2 separate regions of the Anser cygnoides genome follow, and region 1 is linked to region 2. The links are chromatin contacts, called in public Hi-C maps. All regions are on one chromosome and are shown on one strand. Each heading gives the region's core, a stretch centred on a gene start, on an enhancer-like site or on the middle of the called end of the contact. The rest is flanking DNA. Distances are from core to core; before and after follow the strand shown.

What was found. Hi-C and Micro-C count contacts between places; a contact is called where the count stands out from the background.
Region 1: a contact with region 2 is called in a Hi-C map of granulosa cells, with 1.8 times the contacts expected there. The contact joins the promoter of ID2 here to the enhancer-like site in region 2. A contact is called at or near these places in 2 of 7 Hi-C or Micro-C datasets (granulosa cells and liver).

The regions. Positions count from the first base shown.
Region 1 is chr3:106,205,809-106,209,694 of Taihu_goose_T2T_genome, forward strand. It overlaps ID2 (inhibitor of DNA binding 2), which reads left to right and starts at 1,654. Exons shown (of 3, transcript XM_013172597.3): 1 at 1,654-2,133; 2 at 2,252-2,316; 3 at 3,070-3,864. The coding sequence starts at 1,786. The coding sequence ends at 2,308.
Region 2 is chr3:105,918,617-105,922,909 of Taihu_goose_T2T_genome, forward strand. No RefSeq gene overlaps it. Among named protein-coding and RNA genes, the nearest start is that of ID2, 290 kb to the right of the region's middle. Within about 2 kb of position 2,520, at least 1 of the 3 cell types and tissues checked has open chromatin away from gene starts, as enhancers often do.

The DNA.
Region 1 (3,886 bases), core at 404-2,903, 290 kb after region 2:
AAAATCCTTTGTGAAAGTAGAAAACGCTGTTACAGACCGGTGCGTTTCGCAGAAGTTGTAACTAAATATTTCGCATGCAGAGACTCTCTTCCCCTCCCGCTCAAAAGGAATAAAGGGGGGGGGGGGAAGAAAAAAACACACACCAAACTTCTTAAAACTCCTTTCTTTTGAATGAATTCGAAACGTGAGGCGAACAAAAGGCACCGGGCAGCCGGGAGCAGCGGGCTTTGGCGAGGTGTTTCACCTGGCGCGTCGCAAAGCCCCGCACCAAAACCTACGCGGTGGTGTCAATGACTTGGGAAGGGGCCAAGTTTGACGGATTTTTTTCTCTTTTTTTCAAGTCCAGTTTGAGGCAATTAAATCCATTTGCGTTTATTCCTCGATAAATAAATGTCACTAACAGCGACGGGGCACAAGGGCAGTGCTCCCCCCCTCCTCTCTCTCTCTCTCCCCCCGCCATTTCCCTCAGGCGCCCCAAAACTCGAGCGGGCTGACGGAGGGGGGGGGGGGGGGGGCGCGTTTTTTTACCTCACAAAAAAACCCCAAAGCCCCTCCGGAGCCCCCAACCCCCTCAGCAGCCCCCCCCCCCCCCTTCCCGAGGCGGGCCGTGAGGCGTCCGGCTTCGGCTGCCCCCGCTGCAGGTGCGCCCGGGAGGGGGAAGCGGGGCCGGGCCCGCCGCCTGCCTGCCGCCTGCCTGCCGCCGCCGCGGGCGCAGCCCCGGTCGCCATGGCAGCCGCCTGAGCGGCGCCGCCGGGCCCGGGCGGCGAGGGCGGGCGGGCCGAGGGGGGGGCGGCGGCGAGGGGCTGATGTCACGGGGCTGGCGCCGCGCAGTCCCGGCCGGCCCCGGGCTGAGGGAGGGGAGGAGCGGGGCCGAGCAGCGCCGGGGCCCCCCCGGGGGGCAGGGGGACGGGTGGGGGGGGGGGGGGGAAAGGCCGCGGGGCCCCCCACGGCGGGGCCGGGCGCCCCTTGGGAAGGAGGGGGGGGGGGGGGGGAGGCGAAAAGGGGGAGCAGCGCGGGTAATTAACCGGGATGTTAATTGGCGGGGCGGCTTTGCGGGGTTGTTGGCGCCCGCCCTCCGCCCGCACAGCACCGCGCGGCCGCGCTCCATCGTTTTTGGGGCAAGTTTCGTCACTTTTGGTCGTGTGCGGCCGCCCCGCCGGAGCCGGCTTTCCCTCGGGTGCTGCTGAGCGTGAGTACGGGGAAGGAAAACGCGAAGGATCTCAGCTTAAAACCCTGAGATAAACCCTCCAGTTAAACAAAAATAAGTAATTTATTGCTTTATTCTTTCACTGACGTCCCACTGGCTGCTGCCACCGGCAGCAGCCCCCAGGAGCGGGCGGGAGGCAGCTCCCTCACGGCCTCCCCCAGCCCGGCTCTAACGGTCCCAACAGCCGCCCGGCCGCGCGCAGCCCCGTGCGCTCAGCCCGCCCGCCCGCCGCGCACTATTTACTCCCTCAGCTGAGCGGCCGGGCCCCGCCCCCTCAGCGCCGCCATTGGCTGGGCACGCGGAAGCCCGAGCGGCCACCCCTCCCCTTGTCGCTGCGCCCCGATTGGGCGGGTGCTCAGGTTGATGGACGGGTGCTCGGCGGCCAATGGCAGCGCGCGCGGGCCGGGCGCGGCGGCGCGGCGCCTATAAAAGGGGGGGCCGCGCGGCCCCGCGCCTCAGAGCGAGGTGCGGCGACGTGCTGAGGGGAGGCCGGCAGGGCGCTCCGCAGGGCTTCCCCCCGTGCGTTCAAACAGCTCGCTCCGCTCCGTCCCTCTCTCTTCCCTCACCGCCTTTCAGCGATGAAAGCCTTCAGCCCCGTGAGGTCCGTGCGGAAAAACAGCCTCTCGGAGCACAACCTGGGCATCTCCCGCAGCAAAACCCCGGTGGACGACCCCATGAGCTTGCTGTACAACATGAACGACTGCTACTCCAAGCTGAAGGAGCTGGTGCCCAGCATCCCGCAGAACAAGAAGGTCAGCAAGATGGAAATCCTCCAGCACGTCATCGACTACATCCTGGACCTGCAGATCGCCTTGGACTCGCACCCCAGCATCGTCAGCCTGCACCACCAGCGGCCGGGACAGAGCCCGTCCTCCAGGACCCCGCTGACCACCCTCAACACAGACATCAGCATCCTCTCCCTACAGGTAAGCCCCTCTCCCTGCCCTCCCCGGGGGTCGTGCAGCCGGGACATCCCCACCAGAAGGCTGCCCGGGCTGCTCAGCAGGCTGACGGCGGGGTCTTGTCTCTGCTCTCTCCTTGCAGGCAGCCGAGTTCCCCTCAGAACTCATGTCAAGTGACAGCAAAGCACTTTGTGGCTGAATCCGACGGTGAGTAGAATACGCCTCATTTTCTTCATTAAAAATAATAAAAACTTCAGGTTAAAGTGGTTGGGCTTTGAATGGGATTTCCCACCCTGGCATGACTGTCACTTGCAAAACAAATAACTCCTAAAAGTTCACTTATAGTTAACTTATTATTGCCAATAATCCTCTTATTGTTACCAATAATCCTAATCCAACTGTAAAAAAAAAAAAAAAAACTAGCCTCCCCACTGAGTCTTGCAGTCCAAAGTGTATCTTGCTGCTAGGGTTCATTAAGCAGCACAGGCTGTCTGCTCTGCTACTGCTTAAAGCAAATTCTCTGGTTATCTCTTCTTGAAGTCTTAACTTCCTGGGCCAAAGTGACTGATTAAGTTGGGAATCTTGGCACAATTCCGTGAATTCTGTGATGTGGGATCGTCTGCACTATCAGTTAAATAAGTGACTGCTTTTAATCAAATAATTGCTCTAAGAGGCAGACTGGCGCCTCTGAGCATTGCGTTTGCAGAGATCTAAATAGAGATTGGGCTGAGAATCCTCTTTCTACCCTTTCCCTTGAGTGTATGTTATTTTAATGTTCAATTTGCGCTCTTGAGAGCGAGTGTGTGAGCGTGTATGTGTTGCATCTGGACGCCAGGGTTTGCCCAATCTTTGAGTGTTTGGTTAAATGTTCAAACTGTGGCTTCCTCTCTGGCGCCAGTCTGTCCGGATCTCTGCCCTGTTAGCATTCTCCTAAATATGCCTCTTTTCAATCTCTTGCAGGTGTTCCACTGATGAGTGTTTTTTTTTTTTTTGCACAAGAAAATGTCTACAAGATTTTTTTTTGAGGTGCTGAATTTATTTTTCAGCTGTATCTGGAGGGGGGAAATCCACGTTAACTAAAAGGACCTTTAAAAATGATTAAAGAAGAAAAATCAAGATTGATCTTTATCCCCACCCCATTCTTCAACTTGGACTGAACCTAGTTATTTATGAAGAGACTCTTAAATACCCTTTCCCTAGTTGGAAGGCTTCCTTTATATACTATTCCCAACGTGGGGAGCGAAACAAAATCTCACAAGGAGTTGCCCATTTTAAAGCAGACTTTGCCTTTTTTTCCAAAGGTGGAGCGTGAGTACCAGAAGGATCCAGTGTTCAGTTTTTTAGGAGAGTCTGTGGTCAGAAATTACCTTTCTGACACAAACCTAGGACTGAATGCTGTGTATATATTTATATATAAATATATATATATGAGTGAAACCTTGTGAACTCTTTAATTAGAGTTTTCTTGTATAGTGGCAGAAATGTAAATTTCTGCAAAAAGTGTAATGATGTACTTAATCATGCTAAACTTTTTATAAAAGTTTAGTTGTAAACTTAACCCCTTTTTATACAAAATAAATCAAGTGTGTTTATTGAACTGATTGCTGGCTATTCTTTGGGGACCAACTGTTGGCTGGCTATGATTTGTGGTGTTTGTTTTTTAAAAATACTTAAACATTCTGTTACAGTTTTACTGAGTAAAAGCTCGAATATGTAGAGAATACAAAGAATAAAATTACCTGAAGTGAATAATGATTCTTGTAACCTGGAAAGTCTT
Region 2 (4,293 bases), core at 1,270-3,769:
ACTCTTCATCTCTTTATCACCATTTGACATCTTCTTGTACATAGTTCTCAATTATTCCCCCTGCATTTGTGCATTATTTTAAGAGCTTTGTTTTGATTTTATTTTAAGTTTGAATCCAAAGATTCATTGGAAATTCCCTATGACAAGAGCCAGAACATGAGCAGGATGAATGGCTATCTGAAGTGCATATGATGGTGTCTCCTCCCTGACTGGATAACTTCTCTTTAATAAGACATAAGACATAGTTAAAGTGTGCCATCAAGCCAGGACAAAGCTACCTGAGCTAATATTGCTCTAATATGAAATTTCCTTTGGTGCAGCATAGTTCTGTGCTTCATCTGAAAGAAGAAAAACAGAATCAATGCCACACAACTTGGTTTACCTGCTAATCCCAAACCAACACAGCACTGACTTTGCTCTGGGAAGCTACCTTGGACTCCACCGCTTCAGCTGTACCTGCACTATGGTCTGGCTTGGGGTGTGAGCATATATTTCTGTACTATCAAATTGTCTCCACTCAGATGTCATTCAGGAGTTTTATTTCCTTTCAAAAAGAAAAATTGTCGTTACTACTGCAATTTGTTCCCTTTGTGTGACACCTACAGGAGCAGGTTCAGCTGGCCAGCGGCTGGCTGTCACTGCAAGAGGTCAGCGTCGCTCTTCACCCCGCAGCTGAGCACCACCAGGACAGGACGTGATCGTTTCCTCTGTGACCACAGGACTCAGTGCTTGGACACTGGAGTCAAGGTGTGAACTTCACAGAGAGTTGTGTAGGTTTCTGCTCTGTGCAGACACAGCTTTTTGGTTGTTCTTTTTCACGTAACTACAGGCCCTACCAACTGCAATTTGATACTAGAGTACAGGGAAATTGTAAACATGGAGATGCATTTTTCTACTACTTTTCTGTGGCGTATCTCTCACTCACATTCTGTTGTCATCTACATTTTCTACACTCTGTTTTCACAACTCATTTTCACCTTCCCACATGAAGGATATCTCCGGCAGGGGACATTTATATTGTAAGTAACCTAAACATTTCAGTTTGTGCTTACTGAAACTGGCAGTAGTCTTTGAGCAATGGAGAAATGCAGGCCCCTGCATGGTCTTGAAAACACAACGTATTGTACACAGTCCTACATGCCCTTAAACTCCCCACAGACACAATCCTGCTATTCTCTACTTTCCCAGTTGCTCATAAAACTTAACCTTCTATTCTCTTCCTCAGAAAAGGCTTGAAATGTAAATGAAGGGCTGGAAAAGAGCTGAGGTCTGTCTGCACGATTCAGTGGTAGCTTCAAGGAAGAGAGCTGTCCTATTTTAAGATAGGAGAGAAGCAAAAATGTTGCTTAGTCTTGCCACCTGTTTTGATCAGGGAAGCAGCTTTGATTCTATTGTGGCACTACTTTGCATGTTTCCCTTTGAATTGAAAAAAAAAAAAAAAAAGCAAGTAGGGAAAGACCTAAAACAGGTTTGGGCTCAGCAGTGAGAAAGGCTGCTGGGGAAATCCAGTAACTTACAATGTATGTTTAACAAAAAGGATTCTACTTAAGAAAAAGAGAAGTTGCTGTACTCTGCTTGGGCACTTCCCTGAGGACCCCAAACAAACCATGGCAGATGAAATGCAGACTCATGTATGAGACTCAGTAGATGGCACTCCTCCCCCTGAGCCAACGAAAGGGCTCAGCTTTGGATCAGAAGCTGATCTTTCAAAGGGAACAGGGTGAAATCTCTTCTATAAGATACAGAATTCAATGTATAAGTACGAATACAAATATTTGACTTGTAAATATCTGTAAAACTTAAACAGTCTCGGACCCAGCTTGCTCAGAGATTACCCCTCTCTGTATGTCCTACTGTGACTGATTGCTCCTAATTCCAGACATGGCAGTTGTGGTAACAGATGCTATGGGTCATGGCACAAACCAGAGAAGCAGACATCAGGCCATTGCAATATGAAATTGCCTTGGAGTATGAGAGGAGTCTGTCCAATCCTCCTGCGTTCACGGGATGGGACAAATGCTCTTCTTTAGTTGCCCTGCTTGGAAATTTTCTGTTTGAAAATATAAAATCATCCACTTGTTCTACCTAGGACATGATTGAAATACGTGGATAGATAATTCCTATATCTGTACAGAATTGGTAAATTCTTCTATGATCTTTCAAATATAAGTAGTTGCTTATTAGGGTATACAGAGAAAATAAAACATTAAAAGCTAGCTAAATCAGTCCCAATGCCAATAACATTAATTTACACTGCAGTTCCTTCATCATGGATTTTCCATATATTTTATTCTACAGAACAACATTTTCTTAATACTTGCTGAAGCACTTACCAATCCAAAACCGCATACCTCTATACTATCTTCCAAATCAGAGTTTAGAAGTAAATTGCAAAGTGAAATGACAACTAATCAGAAGAGAGAAAAGTAAGACGATCTAGAAAATAAAGAAGTGTTGGAACAGATATTAGAATTTTCCATTGCAAATTATCACCACTAACCGGCTGTCTGGGAAACACTCCAACCTGATGTTGGGTTCTCTTTGATAACGTGGTGTTTCTAAGCAACATTTCTAGTCAGCCCATGTGTATGAGTGGTCAGCCACTGCTCCGCAACTTCAAAACATGAATTTCTTTTGTTAGATGCAGATCCAATTTGCTATTTGGTTTTTATACGAAAAATGCAGCAGGCGTTTTAAGATACAGTTTAAAAAAAAAAAAAAAAGAAGCAGTGCTAAATATTGTAACACATTTCAACACATATAGCTGTGTGACTAATTTATTCAATACTACATTAATGAACCCCTTTTTTTTTGTTCTTAAACTAAGCAGATGGGTATTCAGGTAGCATGTGTTAAAGTTGTCAAGAATTTATGTTCTAATTCCATTCACATAAGCAGCCAAAGGCATTTCTTACATAAGAATGACAGTGATAACAATTAGCTGGTCTCTTCACTCAATATGTTTCTACTATAATCCCAGATGAAAAATTTTTCAGGATTTGGATCTGCTGAGCTAGAATTTCTAAAGTTCATTCCTTTCAAACCTTGTATGTGAAAAAGATGTGAATTCCACTCCCTCAGAGTCCATGGGCTGCCCATCCAGCTTGGATCTATGCTTTGCACAAGTTCAAATACAAGGTGTATATAATGATTACATAACTCATAATTGAATCGGGAAGTTGTTCCTATCTCACACAAAAATAATTTTAGTTTGATATGTAGAGATTCATATCCTTGATAAATAAAGGAGAAGAATGATCCCGTGAAGTGAGAGGTACCAGTTGTACAACAGACAGGATCTCTCACGCTGGTGGTACTGGATCCATTCTTGGCTGATGGACATTGAGCTACACAAAGTCCTGCAGACTGGTGGCAGAGAAGTGGATATGGTGGAGCCACAGGAGATCAATGTGTTCAGTGAAGTTAGGTACCATTTTCCGAGGCTGTGCTTGCATCTCAATGAGTCTGACTTCAGATCGCTGGCAAAGACAGTTGCATTCCGTGCTTAGGCAGAAAATATTTTAGATTTCTATAAAATCATCCTATCAAAATGAATATATTTTATCAACTCAGATCTGGAATATATGCATCCTACTAGTGCTAATTATAATGAGACATATGGTTAAACAGCACTTCAGATTGAGACAGTTTGGGGAATTTCTCTACCTATGATTTCTTTCTGACACTGGAATCTTTCTTATGGACATCTGTCAGTATGCAAGTTCCAGCAGGAATGTGGCACACTCGGTTCCTTCTTCCAATCCTGTGCTTCCATATTGACATAAAACCCACAGTAGGTGACAGAAAAGTTGCTTGCACCTGGCTCTTGGATAAAAATAGTGAGCCATTAAATTTTGATGATCCTCCATTTAAATGGAGCGCATTTGGATAAAAGATGGCAACTATCCAGAGCAAACGGTTATTTCAAGTGTGATTCCCAGGAAAGATAATAATTGAACTACAGATTAGTTACTGAGAAATAGATCATCTGATAAACCTTATCTAACAATCACCTGAGGTATAGGAAAGGGGCTTATAGAAGTTGTTTCCTCTGAGATCACATCAGAAGAAAGAAAGAGGGAACAGACAGCTAGCTGCAGGACTGAGAAAGACTCAGTGATTCAGGCCTGAAACTAGAGAAACATCATGGACAACCCAGAAAATTTTGACCCAAGAACAGAAACAAACCAAGCTAATGAGGAAACTGAAGCAAAAGGCTGAATGTGGAAACGTTTATGCACAGATGTGTACTTCTAATGCTAGCTGAAGTAAGACATGACTGCTTTTCAACCC